Linked DNA regions of Mus musculus: region 2 is linked to region 1. A link is a contact called in public capture Hi-C data. All regions are on one chromosome and are shown on one strand. The core of a region is the stretch at or near the end of the contact, and the rest is flanking DNA. Distances in the headings are between cores, read along the strand shown. Region 1 holds the start of Coa6 (cytochrome c oxidase assembly factor 6). Region 2 holds the start of Pard3 (par-3 family cell polarity regulator).

Region 1 (3,682 bases), core at 859-3,358:
GGGCCTATACTTTTGGCCAGGACTCTCCTGGGCTGACTTTTGGCCAGAAAGAACATATAAGATGGTAAACACATTAAAATTTAGTAATCAAGCTCTCTATAATGGCTGCTATTATCTTTCTGTAGATCAATTACAACAATGATCAACTCTCTTGGGCCAATTACTTATTCTATTAAAACCTGGGCACACACATTCATGCAGAAAAACATAAACAAAACATGTGCATGGCTAAAAAAGTGCTTAGAAAGCAAACGCCCAGGTCTAGGAGCAGAACCCAAAGGCTTCACATTCAGTCTCTGTGTGCCCTTCCTGATCAAATCTCTCCTAGCCCTAGAGACAGTTGTGATAATCTTTGCTGCCCTTTATGGTTTTACTATTTATGTATTTATCCTTAATACTGTAGTGGATATGAGTATCTGCATTTATTGCTGTGGTTACCAGTGAGAATATCGTGAGTATCTGCATATATTGCTGTGGTTACCAGTGAAGATGTCTGTCAATATCTGCATATATTACTGTGGTTACCAGTGAGAATATCAGTATCTGCATATATTGCTATGATTACCAATGAGGAAGTCAGCATCTGCATATATTGCTGTGGTTACCAGTGAGGATGTCTGTCAGTATCTCCATAGATTGCTGTGCTAACCAATGAGGACGTCAGTATTTGCATATACTGCTGTGGTAACCAATGAGGATTCAGTATCTGCATAGACTGCTCATTTTCTCAGCAGTGTTGCATCTGTCTTGTGCACCTTTAGAGAAGGAAAGGGTTTCTATGTCTTACGGTTTGTAGGTATAGTGAATGCCTGCACTGCAACTTGTCTTTTCTGTCCATTTCATGATGCTGTTTGGGTTTGTGTAGATGAGTGGGGCTAAAAAAAAACCTTTTCAAGGCTGCATGCATGTAGTACCCCCATGCATACAAAATAATAAATTTTTAAAAATTAATTTTCAACCCCTAAATCATATTTTCTCATACAGGTCCACCAGAGTTTTGAATAGGACTTTTTTTTTTTTTTAATATATTGGCAAGACACTGGGGAACATACAATGCATAATGTCTAACACCTTCAACAAAGTCTTGGATGGCTCCCATAATCATGTACATTAATCCTTCTACAGCAAACCCTCTTAGTTAAGTGAGACATATAAAGCATTATCACACCATTTTATCCCTCTCCCTCCTCTTCCTCTCTCTTATAAATCAATGAGTTCCAAGGAGTTTGTTATTTCAGAGTTGGGGAGGTTCTGTAACTAGTACAAGTTAACAGTAGCAAGAATACAGGTAGAATTTAATTAGTAAAAGTCGAGAGGAACCTCCTGGAGGAACTATCTGGAATTTGTCTGTAGAAGGATTTTCAGTGCAAATTTAAATTTCTACTAGCACCATCTCTCTAGAAACTGTACACTTTGCTAAACTTCATTTGTTTATAAGAGCCTCACTTTCTTGTCATCTACAGAGCTAAACTTCACTACTGAAATTGCTACTGTTATTTCAGTTTCCAATGAATTCTTGATTATGACGGTCGGGAAGAGATATACAGACAGCTGTGGCTGGCTGCGAACATCACTGCTTTTATTTCCCATTTCATTCATGTCTGCTCTTGATGTACCATTATGCACAGTCATAATTGCAGCCATATCGATAAAATGAGATAAATATACGAGACAGGGTTTCTCTGTGTAGCCCTGGCTGTCCTGGAACTCACTTTGTAGACCAGGCTGGCCTCGAACTCAGAAATCTGCCTGCCTCTGCCCCGCAAGTGCTGGGATTAAAGGCGTGTGCCACCACGCCCGGATACCTTTTTATAACCTGACATTGATAAAAGGCACAGGGAACCTCTAGCATGGCCAACCTCAGCTTCACCCTCACCCAGAGTCGGCGCTCTCCGGCGAGCTATCCCCTTCTCACCACACTCTGAGAACGGAGCTTGGTGCCGGCTCGGCCGCCTCCGCCAATTCCGGGTCCCTCTTCAGCCAATCAGGGCAGCCGCAGCTACAGAGGGCGGTACCAATCAGATATTAGTTTCCGCCCATAGGCCACGCCCCTGGTGCCGGAAATTATCCGCCGGAGAAACGGACTCGGCCGGAAGTCCCGCCCTTCTATTTGCAAACGGAGGCCGGGGCAGGTCAATCGGCGGCGGGTACTTTCGCAGTGAGTTTCCCTGTGCAGTCGGTGGACCTGCGGGGCGACACCGCCGTGCGGGAACCACAGTCCACACCGCTCTCCCACGTAGGCTGAGCCCCGGTCGCATGTTGCGTGGCTTCCCGCGTGACCACTGCAGGCAGGAATGGCAGCCCCTTCCATGAAGGAAAGGCAGGCATGCTGGGGTGCGCGCGACCTGTACTGGCGCTGCCTGGACGACAACGCGGAGGACGCGGCCCGGTGCCAGAAGCTGAGGAGCTCGTTCGAGGCCAGCTGCCCCCAGCAGTGGGTAAGTCCCGCGGGGTGCAACACATCCCTGCGCGCACCCTCACCTTAGGGTGGGTTTTGAGGAGCAAGGTCACGCGTTGGAAGTCACCAGTTAGTTGGTATTACTGGAGAAAATGACAGCGCTACCAGACTCTGGAGAAGGGACCTGGTGGTACAGCGCTGTGACTTCTGCAGGCGTCCATAGCCTTTCTCACAGCTCCTCCCCTAGAGCCTGGTCATATTAAGCAGTCTGGCTCACTCAGTATTAGTTCTTCCCTCTCTTCGCCTTGTCCCAGCCTCTGTCGACTCCTATAAAGACTGAGAGGTGTGTCCAAAGACACTCGTGCATGAGAGGGTGGGGAGGAGATGGAGGATCATGGGAATGTGTTCTGAGAGAGACACTTGGATTCATTCGCTGGGATTTTAAATTCAGCCTTGGGAGGTCTTGCATCCAGATTTATGCCGCGGGAGTCATGCATCAGAGGAGAAACATTTCTCCAGGATGAAGCAGCCTCTGTAGTGGAGGATTCGAACTAAGATCCTGAAGTGTACGTGTACTCTGCTCTACAGCGGTCCTATGAGAAAGATGTGGGCATGTGCTATGCAGGGACAAGAGAACCACAGCTCAGGGTGGCTGGTGCACCCACAGGTTCGGGAGGAGAAACACCCTAAGAGGTGCTGAGTTCTGGACAAGCTGTTGTCAACACCAAAATACTGCTCTCGCTTCAAGGGCTAGTCTGTTTTGTAGCCAAATATGAGTGACTGGCTCAGGAACAGAGTATGAGGTTTTCCCCAGATACCATTTGGCAGAAGTTTTATGCAGTCTTATGGAACAGAACAAACGGTGGAAACAAAAGGTAAGTTTGTTACAGCAAAGGAAGCCTTCTGGTTGGTGGAAGCCAGTGGTCTGTTAAAACATTACAGAAGGTTTCACCTGTCACCAGGGTGTTATGTCAGTCACAGAAGAGGGCAAGGGATTAAGAGAGCTTAAGAGTAGAGAGAGCTAAAGACAGACCTGGCAGCAATCAAACCTCTCCGTAGTCACTCCCGTTCTGATCAATCAGTCCTGTAGAAGGTATGGCTTGTCCCACCCCATTTAAGTTGGGATGGAATGCCTAAATTACCTTTAAATGTAATTGTCTCTTGGGGCATTGATCCTGACAGATGTTACAATAATTTGCCACAAAATGTGAGGGATATCATATGCTTTTTAATCTTATATCCTTTATGCAACACCCATTCTAGTGCAGTTAGTTCAAGATTGAC
Region 2 (3,682 bases), core at 666-3,165, 640 kb after region 1:
TATATATAATATGTCATACATGTCATATAACATAGCATATATAATATAGCATTAAGATTTTTCATATACAATTTTGTTTGATCCTTACAATTTATGAGATGCATCTCACCAATTTCTTTCCTCAGCTGGCAAAGACAAGGCTGGGGAGAGAGTTAACATCATAGTTGAAAGTACTATTGTTCAAACCTAGAACTTAACCTAAATCAGTGCCTTTTTGTTTTTTTGGACAAAGTCCACTAGCAACTTTATACTCCTCCCATGTGTCAAAAACAGAAACACTACCTTTAATTACCCATAATTATTGTGGGTGCAAGTGTTGTTTTTATTTATATTTTATTTAATGGCTCTCTCTCTCTCTCTTTCTCTCTGTGTGTATGTGTGTGTGTGAAGGTCAGTGGAAAATTGTTGGGGGCTGTTCTCTTTTCTCACCATGTAGGATCTGGGGTTAGAATTCAGGTAGTCTTGGTGGTCGGCACCTGGCAGGCTGAGCCATCTTGGTGGCCCATGGACACAAGTATTGCTAAGATCCCAAACAAGAAAACCTCAGCAGGACTCACCGACATAGTGCGACCAGCACAGGCACTGGTAGACAAGTTGAATGATAGATATAGCCATGTAGAGATAATAAGAGTCTTTCCCATGGCTATGTGCACGCAAGAGTTCTCTTGTGGACTTTGGGAGGGTGAATTCTTGACGGACCCCTGAAAGGACGATACATTTGCTGGGACCAGTGATCATCGGATGGACTGAGAGCAGTCAGAAGGGAGAAAATGTGATGTTTCCTCTGACCTAGAGCCGCATGGCCAAGGAGACTGTGCAGGAGTCTAAAAAGCCAAGGGATTTCTTTGTTTTGCTTATTATTTTTAAAAGAAAGGAGGGATGGATGGAGAGCCCTCAGCACCAGCTGTAGATGCTCAAATTCTGGGGACCACAGGAGTTTTAATAGGCTTAAAATATCATGCAAATTAACTGTCAAACTGAACTTACTGTATTGTGTGGGACAAACTCAGGTCAACAGCGACTCTCTTGAAGTTTGCCATTCTTTGAAGACAACATTTATTTAAGGATCACATTTTCTAAGTAAGTCAGAAAGCAGCTTCAGTCACTTCTCTAGACTTGGTCCACTTTGTTATTAAACACCTTAGAGTTTGCTTATCACCCACTCCCTGTGGAGTTGGGGGTGTGTCAGTGCCTGAGTTTTGAGGCAGCCTTAGCAGCGAGGGAATAGCCTATCTAGAACAGCCTTCCCTCCGAGCGTTCGTACTGTGTTTTTTTTCAGAGGGTTTTAGGTTGCTTAGATTGAGGAATTTTCAAGAAACAGATGTATTTGAACTGCGGTGTTAAGTCCTGCTTATTTAAACAAGTGGGTCACCAAGAAACTTTAAGGTAAATAGTGGCCTCAAGAGGAAGTACCAGGGCGTCCACGCGTCTTCAACCTCTCTCGGGAGCAGCCAATTAATCTCTGCTACAGAACAGCGCCGCCCGGCCTTGCACCGGAGCCAGGCACTTAGGATAGAAACCCTGCTTTGCCTGACCTGGAGCTTCCTATCTTCGCCAGCGCGACTCGGTGGCTCTCGGGCTCTAAAGGCGTCTCCGAGCTTAAACTGCTTTCTCCCAGGAAGGGGATTAAAAGTCACAAAGAAAGGAAGAGGACCTCGCTGGAGCCCTCTGGGGGCGTGGGTGGGGCGTCCCGGAGTGGGCCTCCCACTGCAGCCTACGGCAAGTGGGCTGGAGGAGGACGCGCCCTGCCCCGCGCTGGCCCGAGCACAGCGCCGCGGGCTGCGACGCGCTTCGCCGTGCGGTGAACCGAGCGGCCGGGCAGCGGCGGAGGCCTCGGGGCGCCCCGCCCTGCGCCTCCTCCTGCCGCCTGCGCGCGGTGCTGTGCGCCCAGCCCGTCGCTGCTCCTCCTCCCTGCCTCGCCGTCCCCTCCTCGGAGTCCCGACTGAGCGCGAGCGCCACACGGCCCCGGGCCGCCGCCGAGCGCGCCAAGACGCCGAGACGCCGAACAGGTGGCCGGAGGCTGCAGGCGCCCGGGCGGGGACAGGCAAGGCCAGGCGAAGGCGGCCGGGCTGGACATGGTAGCCGGGCAGCTCTGTGCGGCCGCCTGCTCGCGCCTCTAGCCGCCGGCGCGCCGGCGCAGCGGCCCCACCGCGCCCTGCGTACAGTCTCCCGGCCCAGCGCCGCTCCGGCCACGGACAGCGAGGGACGGCGGCATGAAAGTGACCGTGTGCTTCGGGAGGACCCGGGTGGTCGTGCCGTGCGGAGATGGCCGCATGAAAGTTTTCAGCCTCATCCAGCAGGCGGTGACCCGCTACCGGAAGGCCGTGGCCAAGGTGAGTGGCCTGGGGCGCGCGGCGGGGAGCGGACGGGGGAAAGGCGCGGGGATCAATATGGCGCTTCCTGGAGACGGAGGAGGGAGACCGGGAGGCGGGGAAAGGGAAAGTGCCGCAGCCGACGGCCTCGCCGGCGCCCCCGGCCCGGACCCGCGGCCGTAAAGTTCTCGGCGCGCTCCGGCTGGGCCGCGATCGCCACCCTCACGGTCCCTGGACACTGTCTGGGTCCTCCGGGCTTAGGAGTGGACGGCCGGGTGCCCAGAGCCCGCACGGGGCGAGGCAGAGTGCGGCACGCGGGAGGCGCGGCGTTGCCTGGCGGGGCGCCTTTGCCCGACCGTCCGCGGGCCCTGGCAATCCAGCTCCAGGCCTCTCCCGGAGCAGGCCTGTCCCGGAGGGTTGCCCACGGAACTTTGGGGAGTGTGGGAAGAGTTGAGCGATCTGGTACACGCGGGAGCCGCAGCCGGGCCGTGGACCTTCTGTGTTCTTGCGGGATCTCCGAGTCGCGCGTGCAGCCGTGTTTGGGTCGGCCAGGCTCATGGGCTAAGGTGGGGGCGATGGAGTGGCTCCGGTGCTCGGCTCCTTAAAACACCTAAGCCTAGACTCGCTCCTGGAGTCAGAACTCCCTCTGGCTCTCTACCCCTACCTAGCTGGATGTGCTCCAGTGAGGAGCCCGGGCTTCACTGGGCCTGGGGTCGAAGTAGCCTCTATTTCTCTGTTTTCCTCATGGAGAACATTGTCTCCATTAAACCGCATTCCTCCATAATAGGTCAGAAGTGGAAGGGCGTTTTGTAGGTTGTTTTACCCTCTGTGTTTGACAACAGCCCACGCTGAAGTTTCGTTCTAGCACCTGAGGATATTTCCTTTGTATGAGAGTGGAATGTGTTCCCTTTGGTATTTCCCCGTCTGTTGTCTGTTCAGTGGCCTGCCTTCTGTGACTTCAGAACAAGCGAGAGGAGAAGGTGGCTTTGTCTGCATATGTCGCTGAATGCTCGTGGGTCACCCTCCATTTTTCGCTGAAATTAAGAAAGGGCAAAATGGTTACACCGTTGTTTTGTTTTGTTTTGTTTTTAGTCTGTGTTGGAAAATATAACACAAGATTGCCCCTTTAAGGAGACTTTGGGGGATGGTTGGCAATCTGGTACAGGGATAGGAGATGCTGAGTTCAACAGCTGTAAGTGTTCTTCCAGTTGGTCGAACTCATTGAAAAATCAAACAACATTAGTGGAAATTGGGCACCTGTTTATCTTGTAAAGCTGACAAGAGGGGAAATCCTCTGTAACTTCACACTTAAGTGTTTTAAGCATCATTTCTGACTGACAGTTGGTGATTTACTATTGTAAGGGAAAACC

Evidence for each region. Capture Hi-C pulls out chosen DNA fragments and counts their contacts.
Region 2: a contact with region 1 is called in a capture Hi-C map of macrophages, with 4 times the contacts expected there. The contact joins the promoter of Pard3 here to the promoter of Coa6 in region 1. A contact is called at or near these places in 2 of 39 promoter capture datasets (both in liver), 2 of 484 Hi-C or Micro-C datasets (embryonic stem cells and uterus) and 2 of 9 other capture datasets (adipose tissue and macrophages).

Annotation. Positions count from the first base shown.
Region 1 is chr8:126,420,393-126,424,074 of GRCm38.p6, forward strand. It overlaps Coa6 (cytochrome c oxidase assembly factor 6), which reads left to right and starts at 2,109. Exons shown (of 2, transcript NM_174987.4): 1 at 2,109-2,438. The coding sequence starts at 2,295. Gm51604 (a long non-coding RNA gene) reads right to left here and starts at 1,978. Exons shown (of 2, transcript XR_003947620.1): 1 at 1,877-1,978.
Region 2 is chr8:127,062,141-127,065,822 of GRCm38.p6, forward strand. It overlaps Pard3 (par-3 family cell polarity regulator), which reads left to right and starts at 1,916. Exons shown (of 25, transcript NM_001309391.1): 1 at 1,916-2,333. The coding sequence starts at 2,214.